Linked DNA regions of Mus musculus: region 2 is linked to region 1. Evidence: chromatin contacts called from public HiChIP or PLAC-seq data. All regions are on one chromosome and are shown on one strand. Each heading gives the region's core, a stretch centred on a gene start, on an enhancer-like site or on the middle of the called end of the contact. The rest is flanking DNA. Distances are from core to core; before and after follow the strand shown. Region 1 holds the start of 2610035D17Rik (RIKEN cDNA 2610035D17 gene). Region 2 overlaps Cdc42ep4 (CDC42 effector protein (Rho GTPase binding) 4).

Region 1 (6,177 bases), core at 2,716-5,215:
GGTTAGTGGGGGCGGGGTTCAAGGTCAAGTCCTGAGAGAGAGGGACAAGAGCAAGGATGGAGAGCCACCCCCATGCCCATCCTGCGCCCCTGCCCCTCTCCCGTAATACTTCCTGCGATGACCTTCCAGGTTGTGGGCTGGGAACAGGAAATGCCTTGCATCAGGAGGAAGAGCAGAGACTAGAGATCTCTCCCACTACAAACTACAGGGTGACAGGGTGTAGCAGCTGAGGCAGGAGGATTGTTTCAAGGTCAAGGCCAGCCTGGACTACAGAGTGAGACCCAGACTATCCAAGACAAAACAAAACAAAACAAAAACAATCAAATAGTACAGGTGGTGGGGACATTCCGGATCCTCAAAGAAAAATCAAGTCCAACAGCCAGACCCTAGATGTATGCTCTCCTGGGACCGAAGGGACCTCCCAACTGCCGAGCCTCATACAGATGTCATCAATGCTCTGTGCAACCAGTCACTCCACACTGGAGAAGCAGAGCTATGCCGGAAGCAGGCAGCCCTACGCTGCACAAGGCGTATGGAGGAGCTGTGTGGGGCGAGGAAGTCAGAGAGGCTTCCTGGAGGAAGAGAAAATGAATTTGCTCACTGTAGGACCTTTGCTGAGGAGAGACAACACACGGGCTTCAGCAGGCCAAGAATCAACCTTCTCACACATGATCTTGTATGTGAAGGCCTTCATTCCCAAAGTCCTTCACGCTGGCTCCCCAGCCCCCAAAGGAAATCTCTTACAGAAAGACAGACTCTCTTAACCACAACTCCCTCAATCCACTCTGAGGCGAGAGCAAGGCTGTCAGTCCCTTTAGCTGCGACCAGGAAATTCGACCTCAGCGAGGTTTGCACGCCAGGGGCCTGACACACCTGCCACTCCTGGGTCGTGAGTCACCTGCGCAAGCACTGCACCACATACTACTCAACCATGGGGCAGGCTGCTCATGGGCTCCTCTCACGCACACCGGATGTTATCCATCTCCTGCCTCCAGAAACGTGTTGGGACAGATCGGTTAATAACCCAATTTTCACTCAACAACATGCCTGGTGGAAGTTCGATGAAGTCGGGGACGGAGAGATGGCTCTTTCATTTGGCGTCTGGGCCTCCCATGGGGTCCTTGGGGGTGGAGGGTGGGGTGTCCTGATCCTGTTCAGCAGCTGTCAGACAGGATGGGTCAGTGGGGATGGATGGGAGATGGAGGTGGCCTCTCAATTTCAGGCCTTCTGGGAACAAAAGCCACCCACTTCTTGTGCTCCCTCAGTCTCCATTTTTACAAGATGGCTTTGTAGCATACAGGATGAGTTCGGGCCCCACTCGGGACACCAATGGGGTAATAGGAATCGTGGGTCAGAAGCGTCAGATCCTTGTTGGTGCCCCGGGGGCCTGATCAATACACCATGGTGCAAGCCAGATGTTAACATGTGGGGAATCTGGGGAAAGGAGACGGGAGAGGCCGTATTTGCCGCTTTCCTATAAATCTAGATCCGTGCTCAATTCAAAGGTTAATGTTAAAGAAAAGGCAGTAGTTTAAATCCTGCTGCCTAGCAAACACAGACCTGCGGGGTCACTGAAGCAGTTGCTAGCATAATTCGCAGGAGAAGGTCAAGCCAATGGTCCTGGAGGTTGGAGGTGTTGAACGACTCTTTGGAAGTGGGTAGGCCTGGCAGGCTCAGTGAACTTTTCGTGGTTTTTAGCCCCATGCCTCTGTGTCCCCTCCCTAAGAGAAAGGCTGTGTGAGAGATGAGTGGTGCCCTTCGCCTCTAAACCCTCTTGGAAATGTCTTCCACTTGTAAGGCTTCTCCAACGTTCAATCGACAGACTTAAAGAGGACAATCTCTAGAAACCAGTCGAGATGCGTCCTCCCAAGTGCAGAGAAATACTGAGGTACTAAGGGACTCCCCCGCCTTGGCATTTGCTTGCTGGGGCTAAGTTTGGAAATACCTAAGTATCCAACAGTAGACAGTAGCAATCCTTTGCTTGGTGGCTGCAGAATTCAGTAGTGCTACGAGAGTCATAAATGGGGATCGGAGGAGAGGCACATGAACAGGAAACAAAGTCACGAATACTGTGGATTGTACACCCTCAGCCTGACCCTAGAAGAGGCCCTTTGAAACCAGTCTCACTGACCAAGGACCCACAGACGATCTCTCCAGGACCCATTCTCCCCGTCCCCATACAACAAGAAACTACAGAAACGTGCACCTGGCAGAAAGCGTCCGGTCGCCACAATGCTAGATACACAGCGCTTCTTACTGGAGAACCGTCCAGAACCAGCCTGGGCATCCACAAGCACCTGGGTGGAACCAGGGGCAGCAGGACCCCAGTTTCTGCAGGACAGTCAAGACTCATAATACTTCATTTAAAACATTTTTTTTTCTTCCTATGCTGCCTAGCCTGCCCTCCTTGCGCAGGTGCTGACTGAGACCTCAGGGCTCCTGGGCACTCACCAAAGCCAGTCCCTGGCTGAATAGCTTCCTCTGTTGGAGGGAGTTCTGGGGTGGGAAATGGACCACCACACACACACACACACACACGTTCCAAAAGAACACCTCAGGACTGCTGACAGGGATCGGTGGGGGAGGGGAGAAGAAATCCATATCTGGAAATTGTCCCCAGGAAACCAGGACCAGGGGGAAAGTTCTGGAATTAAGGGTGAGAGCCCAGGAGGGAAAAGGAAACAGAGGAACCTGGTGTAATTTAGGGTGGGGAAGCTCTATCATTCATTCAACAAACACCTACTCTCAGACAACCTCGTGACAGGTACCAACCTCCCTACTACAACGCAATCACAAAAGGACAAGGAGGAGAGAGACCTATTATTGAGTACTGACTCCTATGATTTACAGTTATGTCTCAAGACCTAAGGCAAAAGTCTTCTTCATCATAAAAGTCACACCAAGAGGAGGAGGATGGTAGGTGCAAACACTGGACCAAATTCCTGCCCTGGTAAACTGTACTCACATGGTGGCCAATACCCATCTCTCCATCAACTCCACAGCAGCCCAGTCCTGAAAATAATGCAGTATCCACCAAGCGCTCCCACGGCTACCCAGCCCCCGTGGCCTCTTGCAAACACTGTGCCTCAGCAGCCCGCTGCGTGCAATGGGCAGCTTCCTGGAGAGGCATGGCTAGCAAAGCAAAGGGTCCCAAAGGACCAACCCTGCCAAAAGGCAAGTGCCAAGAAGGCAGGCGCTCTCTGTCCTGGCGCGGGGTAACCAATGGCTTATCCATGCCGCAGGACAGGACGATGAGCCCAGAACAGCCGCTGACTACAGAGATCTGAGCTAGTAGGGTCCACCTGAGGGTTGCTAAAATGATTTCCCGGACGTCAATCCTTAAACCTTCAAAAACCAACACAAGGCTAAAGAAGGGCAAATCAAATCCACAACTGCGCACTGCGGGGGGGAAACTTACCTCCAGGTGAAAGAGCGGCTGGGAGATGGAAAGACAACCCACGGATGATGGAGACCAGGTCGAGAGTCTTCTAAATCCAGTTGATAAGCACCAAGTAATCCACGTTAGGGGAACCCCAACCCTTTACCCCACTGTCCATCCAGCGCCCAAAGCCAAAGTGCGGCCACCACGCCGCGGCCCCGCGTGGGTAGCGCGGAGATTACGCGCTTCGCCTCCCAGGCGGCTGCCGCGCTATCTCCAGGAGCGGACCGGCGCCAAGAGCAGCGGGCGGAGGCCACCGAGGGCTCTGACCCGTGCATCCCGCCTCCTCGTACAGCTCTGCGCCTTTCTTCTATGAGCATCGCCAACGCAAACACACAATCCGCGCTAGGAGAAACCCCTATGGCGAATCCAGACTATCCTAATAGAAGCCTCGGGTTTGTAGTCGGGCAAGGATCCTGTGGTACAGGGAGGACGCTCGCCAGGCAGCAAAGCCCTGGAGGCGCAGAACCACAGCGTACAGCCCGAAACAGAAGAAGTGAACACTTTCTGCGCCACCACTGAGCTCTGCGAGCCGTTGGGCCATTCCAGCCTTTTTTATAGAGACGGGTTTGCGGGTGGGCACGGCCAGAGGGCGGAGTAAAGTGGTCGATTGGCCGAATGGTATCCTGGGAGTTGTAGTTTTGTCTTCTTACTCCTTCCGCTCATGGAGAATATTGGCAAAGGGTAGACTCACCACAGCTACCTCCCTTCGCAAACTTTGTAACGAAGAGATTCCATTCTGTTCTGGAATTTATCTCTTCTTCTAGAAGTTATCTCGTTGCCTTAGTTTCTTTTCCGTTGCTGTGATAAAATACTGTCAAAAGCAACTGACACTAAACAGCCACTTAATTTTTGACAAAGGAGACAAAGTCATACATTGGATTGCATATTTTCACCTTGTAAATAAATCAACTCAAGGCTGCATGAAAACAAAAAGCTGTGGAAAGCAAAGGAACCTGTAGAGTTAAGTGACAGCCCACAGAAGGGGGAAATCTGTGCCAGCTACAAGGGGTTACTATCTAGAATTTGCAAAGAAACGCAGACATTAAATACCAAAGAGGTAAAACTGCCAATCAAGAAACGGGCAGCTGAACTGAATTGACAGAGAGAGAGAGAGAGAGAGAGAGAGAGAGAGAGAGAGAGAGAGAGGAAAGCCAAGAGGAAAGGGAACTCAGATGGATAATAAAGGAAATGCAAAATAAAACTCTGATGAGATCTGTCCCACCCCAGTGAGAATTACTGTTGTCGACAAGTCTGTCAGGACACATTGGAGAAGCTGGGCAGAGGGAGTAGCCCTTACTCACTGTTGGTGGGAGGGGGAGTTAATTCAGCCAGTGTTCAGGTAGATCAGTTGGGAGATTTCTCGAAAAGTTGAAAATAGAGCTGCCCATATGACCCAAAATTTTACTCCTGGGTATATACCCAGAGAAGTCCATATCCTACCATAGAGTTTTTTGCACACACACACACATACACATACACACACACACATACACATACACACACACACATACACACACACATACACACACACACACACACACACACACACACACATACACACACACACACACACACACACACACACACACACACACACACGGTGTTTATTGATGCTTTATTTGCTACAGCAAAAAACCCAGCCTCAATCAAGATGTCAATCAGCAGATAAATGGATAATGAGAATCTGGTATGTATACAAAATGAAATACTATTCAGCTCTTAGGGAAAACTGAAATTTCAAAATTTTTGCAGGAAAATGGATGGGCTTAGAGTGGATAATATTAAGCAAGGTCATATAATCTCAGAAAGAAAAAGCCGTGCCATCTGCTTCATATGAGGAACCTAGCCAAAGCTCTGTGTATACACGTAAACAAGTACACGTGGGCACAGAATAACGTGAAGAAAAGAGAACAAGAAAGCCCAAAATATAACGGAAAGAAGAACTAACTGCAGGTAGTGGTCACAGTTGCAAAAGACAATGCAAAACCAATCGCTTTTATGGTTCTAACACTTTATTTTTTCTATTTTTTTTTTTTGTGGCGGGTGAGCACATAAAAATAAAATGGGAAATGGCAGTGTAATATATATTATATACATATAATATATATACTATATATATATTAAAGGGGTTGGGTTTGGTTTTTTAGCATCTTAAAAAAGAATGGGTTTCTTTTAGCTCACATTTCACATTTCAAGTACAGTCCCTTGTAATGAAAAAGGAAGGCAGCAGGAACTTTAGGCAGCTGTTCCTGCCACATCCACAATCAGAGAGTAGAGGGGTAAATTCACCCTGCTGCTCCCTGTTAGACAGTCGAGGACCCCTGCCCAGGCAATGGTCCTGCCCACAACTAAGATGGATCTTCCCATACCAATTAGCATAACCAAGGAACTCTCTCACAGGATTCCTGAGAGCCCTGTCTCCTAGATGATCCTAGATTCTGAGACAGGGTATGCATATTTAATAGGACAAGAGAAAGCCAGGTGTGGGCTTGCACCTGTTACAAGACTCAAGAGGCTTAAATGAGGGAATGTCTAAAGAGTCCATAAGTAAGCCATTCTCAACCTATGGGTCATGACCCTTTGGGGAAACCAAATGTCCCTTTCACAAGGGTCACATAGCTGATATCCTGCAGATCAGATATTTACAACAGGATTCAGAACAGTAGCAAAATCACAATCATGAAGTAGCGACAAAAATAATTCTATGGTTGGGAGGAGTCACCACAACACGAGGC
Region 2 (7,035 bases), core at 3,180-5,679, 530 kb after region 1:
CCTGGACAGGAGGCTGAGCTTGGAAGCCGAGGCCTGTTCATCCAGGGACTCGTCGTCTGCCTCCCTGGCCTTGCTAGTGAGGAAAGACGTGTCCCCAAAGGCGTCCCCAGCCCGGCCCACATGCATGGTGTGGCGGAAGTCACCCAGCGGGGCACTGATCATCTCGGCTGTGAGGTCCGCACGTGAGCGGCGCTTCGAGTTCACAGAGCTGGACACCAGCTGTTTGAGAATGGGCATCGTGCTGGCTGCGGGGGAGCTGGGCACTCCCAAGGCAACAGGCAGGTATGGGGTCAGATCTGAAGTCCAGCAATGCAAAGGGTAGACAGGGCAATCAGAGGGCTGTAAGCAGAGAACAGGAGGCAAAGGGTTAGTATAGACTGGTACCCACCAAAAGGTTAATAGACATCCACCCACCAAAGGTCAACCATTTAACCCCTGCTTTCCCATCAAAACTATTAGAAAAATCACCAGCAGTGAATTCCTAACTTCGTCATTTCTTCACCCATGTCTCCTAAACACGGAAGAATATTTATAAGTTGAGCTAGGATTTGGTACCAGAGACGTATTTTCTCTGAAACTTGAGAGGAAAATAATCCCCGCCCCCCCCCAGGCCCCACCCCCAAGCTGGAACACTGAACAAACTGCCTTAATCGGCAGTTACAGTCCTGAAGGTACTGAAGCAAGTGTGTTCCAGACGACTGGTCTGCAGGCAAGCTCCGAGAACTTCCTGTTGTCTAACTGGAATCCCCGCAGAACACCTCAGCCTGAGTCAGAGAGAAGAGAATGGGAAGGCCAAGCCCAAATGCTGTCCGTCACTTCCACACATGTAGGCAGCTGGCCAGCATGGCTCCCCCTCTGAATCAGAACTGGGATGGGTATGTAGGAACCCACAGGACCAGCTCAGCTCCCTGGCCTTCCAGCCCTCATGGGGGAGTGTCACATACGTGGAGACTCCTGCCTGTGACATCACTGTGAGGCTCCAAGCTCCGTGTAACAGATTTCATCTCCCATCCTTTGGGAATATGAAGTTGGGGAAAAACCCCTCTTGGTTTATTATTAGGGCCAGGTGACTTTATCTTGGGATGTGCAGGACCCTGGAGCCAGAGGACAGCACAGGGAGATGTCAGGGCAAGGTATCTGGCAAGGGCTCCACTGAAGTTTGTGCCAGTGTCCCAAGCCAGGCTCTTTCTCCCCAGCAGAGCTGGGTGGGATGGAGAGAGAGGGGTATAAGAATTTAATAAGCCGCCGGGCGTGGTGGCACACACCTTTAATCCCAGCACTCGGGAGGCAGAGGCAGGCAGATTTCTGAGTTCAAGGCCAGCCTGGTCTACAAAGTGAGTTCCAGGACAGCCAGGGCTATACAGAGAAACCCTGTCTCAAAAAACCAAAAAGAATTTAATAAGCCGCATGGGCAGAGTGTGACAGATGGGGCTGGGTCTCTCTCCAGGTGTCTGTCCCCTCCCTATCCTGCTGATAGCTAGAGCGCTAGGCCTTGCCCAGACCCACCTATCCCACTTGCAGAACTCAGAGAGGCCTAGGAGGCTTGCATTGCTTCTGCTGCCACATGCTAGGCCATCCCAGATCACCTGCCCCTGACGGTTGCTTAACTGATCTTCCTGGCTGCTGGCATTTCTTACACTCTTGTTCTTGCTTTCTTAGCTAAATAAACAATCAACCCCCACTCCGCCCTCCCCCAAGGGAACTCTGACCACAAGTCCACAAGTGACACTTTCTTCCCTGTGAACCTCCCAGGACCGTCCCTGCTGCTGGCCTTGATGTCACTGCCAGCCAGCAGCCCTTCCCTTGCTCTCTCACCCCACTCTGGGACTTGATGCAAGGGTGTCCTCTTCCAACACCCCACCATCCAGTGCCACCAACATCCTCAGCCAGGACAGTGTTGTTCCAAGGAAAGTCCCATAGCCAGGGCTAGCCCTCCAGGCCACCAGCTTCTCACAGCATCCCCTGGCAGGCACCTGTTACATCATTCCGTCCCTGCCAGCTGGATGCTAACATCCCTGACAGGCTACGGGCTTCCAGAGGGTCCTAACAGGTCTCAGTTCTAAATCCTGTCTAGCACCATGTGCCACACAGCTGGACTTCAAACACTCATGTAAAGTGTGGCCAGTCCTTGCTCCCCAGCCCCTGGTATCTCTCCCCTTCTGCCTTCATGTCAGCTCCTTTCAGTCCATAGCAGAACCTCTGGGCTCCTGGCTTGACTTCTCTATGCCCTCTGACTCTTTCCCTACAGTCTATAATTTCACACCAAACAGCCATCCAGTCTGATGACCACCCTCACCAGGGAGAGTGGATGCCCCTAACCATCCCCAAGCAATCACCCTGCTGGTTTCAGAGCAAACACCAAGGGGAGTCAGGGAGAACCCTAAGCCAAATGTGGAGGCTCTTTAGCCTAAAATATAAAAGGGCTGGAGAGATGGCTGAGTGGGTAAAATGTGTGCCACTCAAGTGTGATGACTGAGTCACAGATCCTCCAAGCCACTCAAATATGAGGAGAGTCCCAGATGCTCAGAATCGGTTAGGCTAGATATACCTGCATCCCAGCAGCCCTACAGAGAGACAGGAGGCAGAGAGAGGGTCGACAGAAGTTTGCAGGCTAGCTAGGCTGTCCTACGCCATGGTTAACAGAGACCTTGTCTGGAACAAGATGGAAGGGTAGGTGGGAGGTAGTCCTTCAACCTTCATACACAGACTGCGGTGTGATGTGTTTGATTTTTTTTTTTTTAATGTGTATGGGTCTTTTGCCTGAATGTATGTCTGTGTGCCACATGCATGCAGTGGCCATGGAGGCCAGAAGAGGGTGTTGTATACCCTGCAACTGGAGTTGCAGCTGGAGCCACCATTTAAGTCCTGGAAATCAAACCTGGGTCTTCTGGAAGAAAAGCCAGTGCTCTTAACCCCTAGGCCATCCCTCTAACTCCCTGCCCCCTAGTTAGAAAGAAAAGAAAAACAAAAAAAGGGAGAGAGAAAGCAAGGGAGGCCTGGTCTCTATGATCACAAAGGTGATCCAGGAGGGTGAGACGGATGGTGAGACGCCTCCGAGTGCTGGACTGGCACACGTGCTGCTGGAGGGACACCAGGCTACTCTTCCATCTTACGGGAGAGAGAGCGAGATTACTGAAGCACTGACTCAGCCTCAGCTGGGTTGACACCCCAGTGAGCCGTGCCAGCCCAGGGTGGGCACCTCTGAGGCTTTCTTCTGATTCTGGGTCCTTTACTAGAGCGCTGCTCACTGCCTCTATGGAGTGCCCTCCCTACCCTGAGGAGGAGGGAGCCTTCCATATTCTAAAAACAGTCGTGTTATTCTAGCATGGCCTGAGGATGCTCGGGGCCAGTCAAAGCAGTTTTCAACTATGGGTCGTGTTGGCATCCCTGGCCTCTGTTGTTAGACATTAACAGCATCCATTCCCCACACCCTCCACTCACAGCATCCCAGACGGCCAGGGCACACATTCTCCATATTCTCTGGGAGGCAAATCTGAGAAATGCTTTCCTATGTAAGATCACCCGAAACAGGAAACAGGGACATGAGCACGCAGAGGCCAGAGGGGAGCCCAAGATCATACTGACTTGTGAAAAGGCTTCTCAGTAAGTCCAGGAATCCCCCTCAAGACCTCGGAAGCTCGCCCATACTGTGGTTTTCCATCTGAAGTGCTCATTATAAAGAAAAGAGGAACCACAGCAGCCCAGGATTCTCCAGAAGTGTGCCCCTGGCCACCCAGATGGACCAAGGACCCAGTCCATGACAGTTAGAAGGAATGGTGAATCCATCGTCACCCTGTTAGCAACCCCCAATCCTAGCACTACTTTGCCCGTAGAGATATTAAAAAAAAAAATAGGGATAGAAATGACACGCAGTGACAATCACTGTGGCACTCCACATAACCGAATATCATCCTAGGCTAGACCTCGTGCCCCTTCTCCTCTGCCTCCTGAAGAACGGTGACAGGTCTACACAATGCCACCCGTTTCCTGTGATCTTGCTCCTGAGGCTGGGTATGGGCTGCACGGCTTGTGATTAGCAATTTCCAATATCTAGCAAGAGAGCTTAGATAGCGTCCCCAGTTCTCCCACCACCCATAAGGCTGGGTGAGCCGAGGCCTCATCTGGGGTCTCAGAGTTTGCATGCCTGTGACACAGCACACAGTAAGCTGCAAGGTCAATGAAAACTCAGCCAGAAACTTGTTTGAGGTTGTTAGCGTCAAGGGCCCAAGCAACAGTGAGTCACCTAAGCTTCTAACGGACAAGGGTTAAAGGGACGGAGGAGATGGTCAGGGTCCTTAGGGGAAGCAGAGAGTGAGGGTCTTGTATCTAGGTGGAAGCTGAGCCTGCCAGGAGCTGGCATTGGGAGGCCTCCAGCTCACTGCTGAAAGGATCTGACCACAGGGGCTGTGGCTTTGGGAGGAGTGTTGCTAAACACTATGAGTCACCCCTGGGGGAAGTGCCTAAAACAGGCTGCCTCATGAGGCCAGGTGGATATCCCACTCCAGAGGCCACATCCCACTTTCCTGGGTCAGCAGCTTGCAAGGTGGAGGGCACCGGCACCTTCCCATAAGGCATTGTCAACAAGCCCTGCCACCAACCCCACACACAGTCAAGACTCTGGGCCTGTCACCACCCTCCCTGGCAAGATGAACAGTGAACAATACCTTCCCAGATTGGCCAGCAGACTGACAAACAGGTTAGACTACATCAATGTATCCCACTCCAAATGCCCAGTGGCCTGTCCCTGGCATCTCAGCCTTAGGTGGGAGCCAGAGGTACACTCTCCTGAGAGAGCCAGCCAGCCAGCCAGCCAGCCAGGCCTCTCGCTCTGCAGCTGACCGGAGGCTCACCCCAGTCAGTATACAGAGTTACGTATGCTTCATCGACCACTGCCAAGGGCAGCCACACCCAGCCACACTTCCCTGGTTCTTGAGATCAGCACTAGGCAATGTGGCTGGACAGAAGAAGGCATTGGATACACAGAAACTTTGGCCACTAGTTCAGACTGGTTGTAAGCGGTTTTGTTTACCCTTCACTCACTCATTCAGTTGCTGTGATATTGTAGAGCCCCACAGTATCCACATAGAGCCAGCCCACCCTCTGTGCTTGCAAGAGTTCCTTCTACCCCGGAAGATTCAGCCAGTCGTAGTTAGAAAGCCTTCTGCAGGTGGGAATTCAACAGCTCTACAAAACATGCATAGATATCTTCCTTATGATTTTTTATAAGCAAGATAGCTCAGCTCTGCCTATCAACCTTTCACACGGTGTTGTGTATACAAGGAACCCAGAGCCTACTTGAAGGACACAGGAAGACACGTTGCATATATAACCTTATATGCAAAGCATGCAATTTTAGACAAAGGACTCAGGGACGAACATCTGGGATTCGGGTATCTGAAGGGTCGCAGAGAGCAATCACCATGAATACTGAAGGATGACCGTATTCTAGGCCGTGAAAACAGAACATTACCACTCCCAAGGTACAGCTGACAGCGAGTTGGGGGTAAGGCGGGGTGGGAGTGCGGTGTAAAGAGGGAACCAGGTGATGGGAGCGAGAGTGGAAGTGGGGGTCCTGGAGGAGGGTCTTCTGAGGAAGGGGCACTGTGAACGGAGCCACGAGCAACCAGAAGGCAGCTGTGTCAAACCCTGGCTCACAGGAAACGCACAACATTTCTGGGGTGGGAACATGCTTGTAGTATTTAAGGGACAGAACCAAAAATCCACATGCTCAGAGGACAAGCCAGGTGAGTGAGTGAGTGTGTGTGTGTGTGTGTGTGTGTGTGTGTGTGTGTGTGTGTGTGTAATGTAAACCAACAACCTTGGGAAGTTCCTAGTGGCGGCTAACCTGGAAGCCATGGGGGAGGGGAGACAGAAACTCAGTAAGGTTATTATTTTCTGGAGTTTGCAGCCAGGAGGAGGCAAGACCTGAGTGTGGCTGGGGAGGACACAGGGGAAGACATCCTGGGAGTGTTTCAGAGTTGTGGCCAATAGGAGTGGAGATGTCCCCAGTGGCAGATCAAAGGGCAGCCTCCATGGGGACTCCAGGGATCCTGTCCCAGAGCTGAGTCACACACACATACCTCTCTCCACAGGGCCGGCACTGTACCTGCCCCTAGGCAGAACTTAACTTCGTCCAAGTGTCCAGTGTTAACACTTTTTACATCAGGACAGGAAAACCAGCCTGCCGCAGGCCACATCTCTCCCAGAGAAGCTAGCGCTCCGCCTTTTGACAGTAGAGAAAGATCTGGTATTTTCTGGAACAGTCACTAGCCTTTATGAAACTTTTAAAAAGTTGTGGGGTGCTAAGGGCAGCAGAGGGACAGCTGAGGGACAGCAGAGCTACAGCAGCTTTGACACTGTGTTAGGAGGAGGAGGAGTTCTAAGGGGTGTGTGCTGGGATTAGAGATGCAGGCAACTCTGGTATAGCTGAGAGTCTGCTGTTTATACAAGGAACTTGGGATGTACTGGTTTAAGATACCCTCTGGCCTGAACAGCCACAATTCCAACACATAAAAGCCAGAGACAGAACCGCACACGATCATCAAGGACCCCCCCCCCCCCCCCACACACACACACACACACACTTCTCATCCTACGACAGACAAACATCTCTAAAATACCTGGGCCGGGTAAAGAATTAGGTTCTGAGAGACAGGAATGCCCTATCAGAGGACTCAGCCCAGAGAGCACAGGTTGAAGTCATGGTCAGTTCTCTCTCCAGGTCACTGCTAAAACAGCGATGCAATATCCAAAGTGTGGGGGTGCCATGGAAAAACACCCCTCTAAGGTGTCCTTTACGTGTATGCATGTGTGCACAATTCTTGTTTTGGTTTTGTGTGTGTGTGTGTGTGTGTGTGTGTGTCAGGGTCTCACTATGTAGCCCTGGCTGTTCTAGAACTCACTCTGTAGACCAGGCTGGCTTTGAACTCACAGATCTACCTGCCTCTGCCTCCTATCTGTGATGACGAAAGGTGAGTGTTAACCATGCCGACACAGGGTTCCTTTAGGTTATGTGCAAACTGCCACCCATTCAGT

The links. HiChIP or PLAC-seq counts read pairs in DNA pulled down with a chosen protein or histone mark.
Region 2: a contact with region 1 is called in a FOXA1 HiChIP or PLAC-seq map of pancreatic cancer cells. The contact joins the enhancer-like site here to the promoter of 2610035D17Rik in region 1. A contact is called at or near these places in 5 of 115 datasets of contacts at active chromatin or transcription factors (T-cell acute lymphoblastic leukemia, embryonic hindbrain, embryonic midbrain and 2 more).

What each region holds. Positions count from the first base shown.
Region 1 is chr11:113,197,873-113,204,049 of GRCm38.p6, forward strand. 2610035D17Rik (RIKEN cDNA 2610035D17 gene) reads right to left here and starts at 3,966. Exons shown (of 3, transcript NR_015556.2): 1 at 3,419-3,966. 4732490B19Rik (RIKEN cDNA 4732490B19 gene) reads right to left here. Exons shown (of 4, transcript NR_040276.1): 4 at 5,443-6,177.
Region 2 is chr11:113,729,327-113,736,361 of GRCm38.p6, forward strand. Cdc42ep4 (CDC42 effector protein (Rho GTPase binding) 4) reads right to left here. Exons shown (of 2, transcript NM_001163346.1): 2 at 1-339. The coding sequence starts at 237. Among named protein-coding and RNA genes, the nearest start is that of Cdc42ep4, 19 kb to the right of the region's middle. Within about 2 kb of position 4,430, at least 184 of the 459 cell types and tissues checked have an H3K27ac peak or open chromatin away from gene starts, as enhancers often do. A contact at or near this core is called in T-cell acute lymphoblastic leukemia and pancreatic cancer cells, where this site is marked.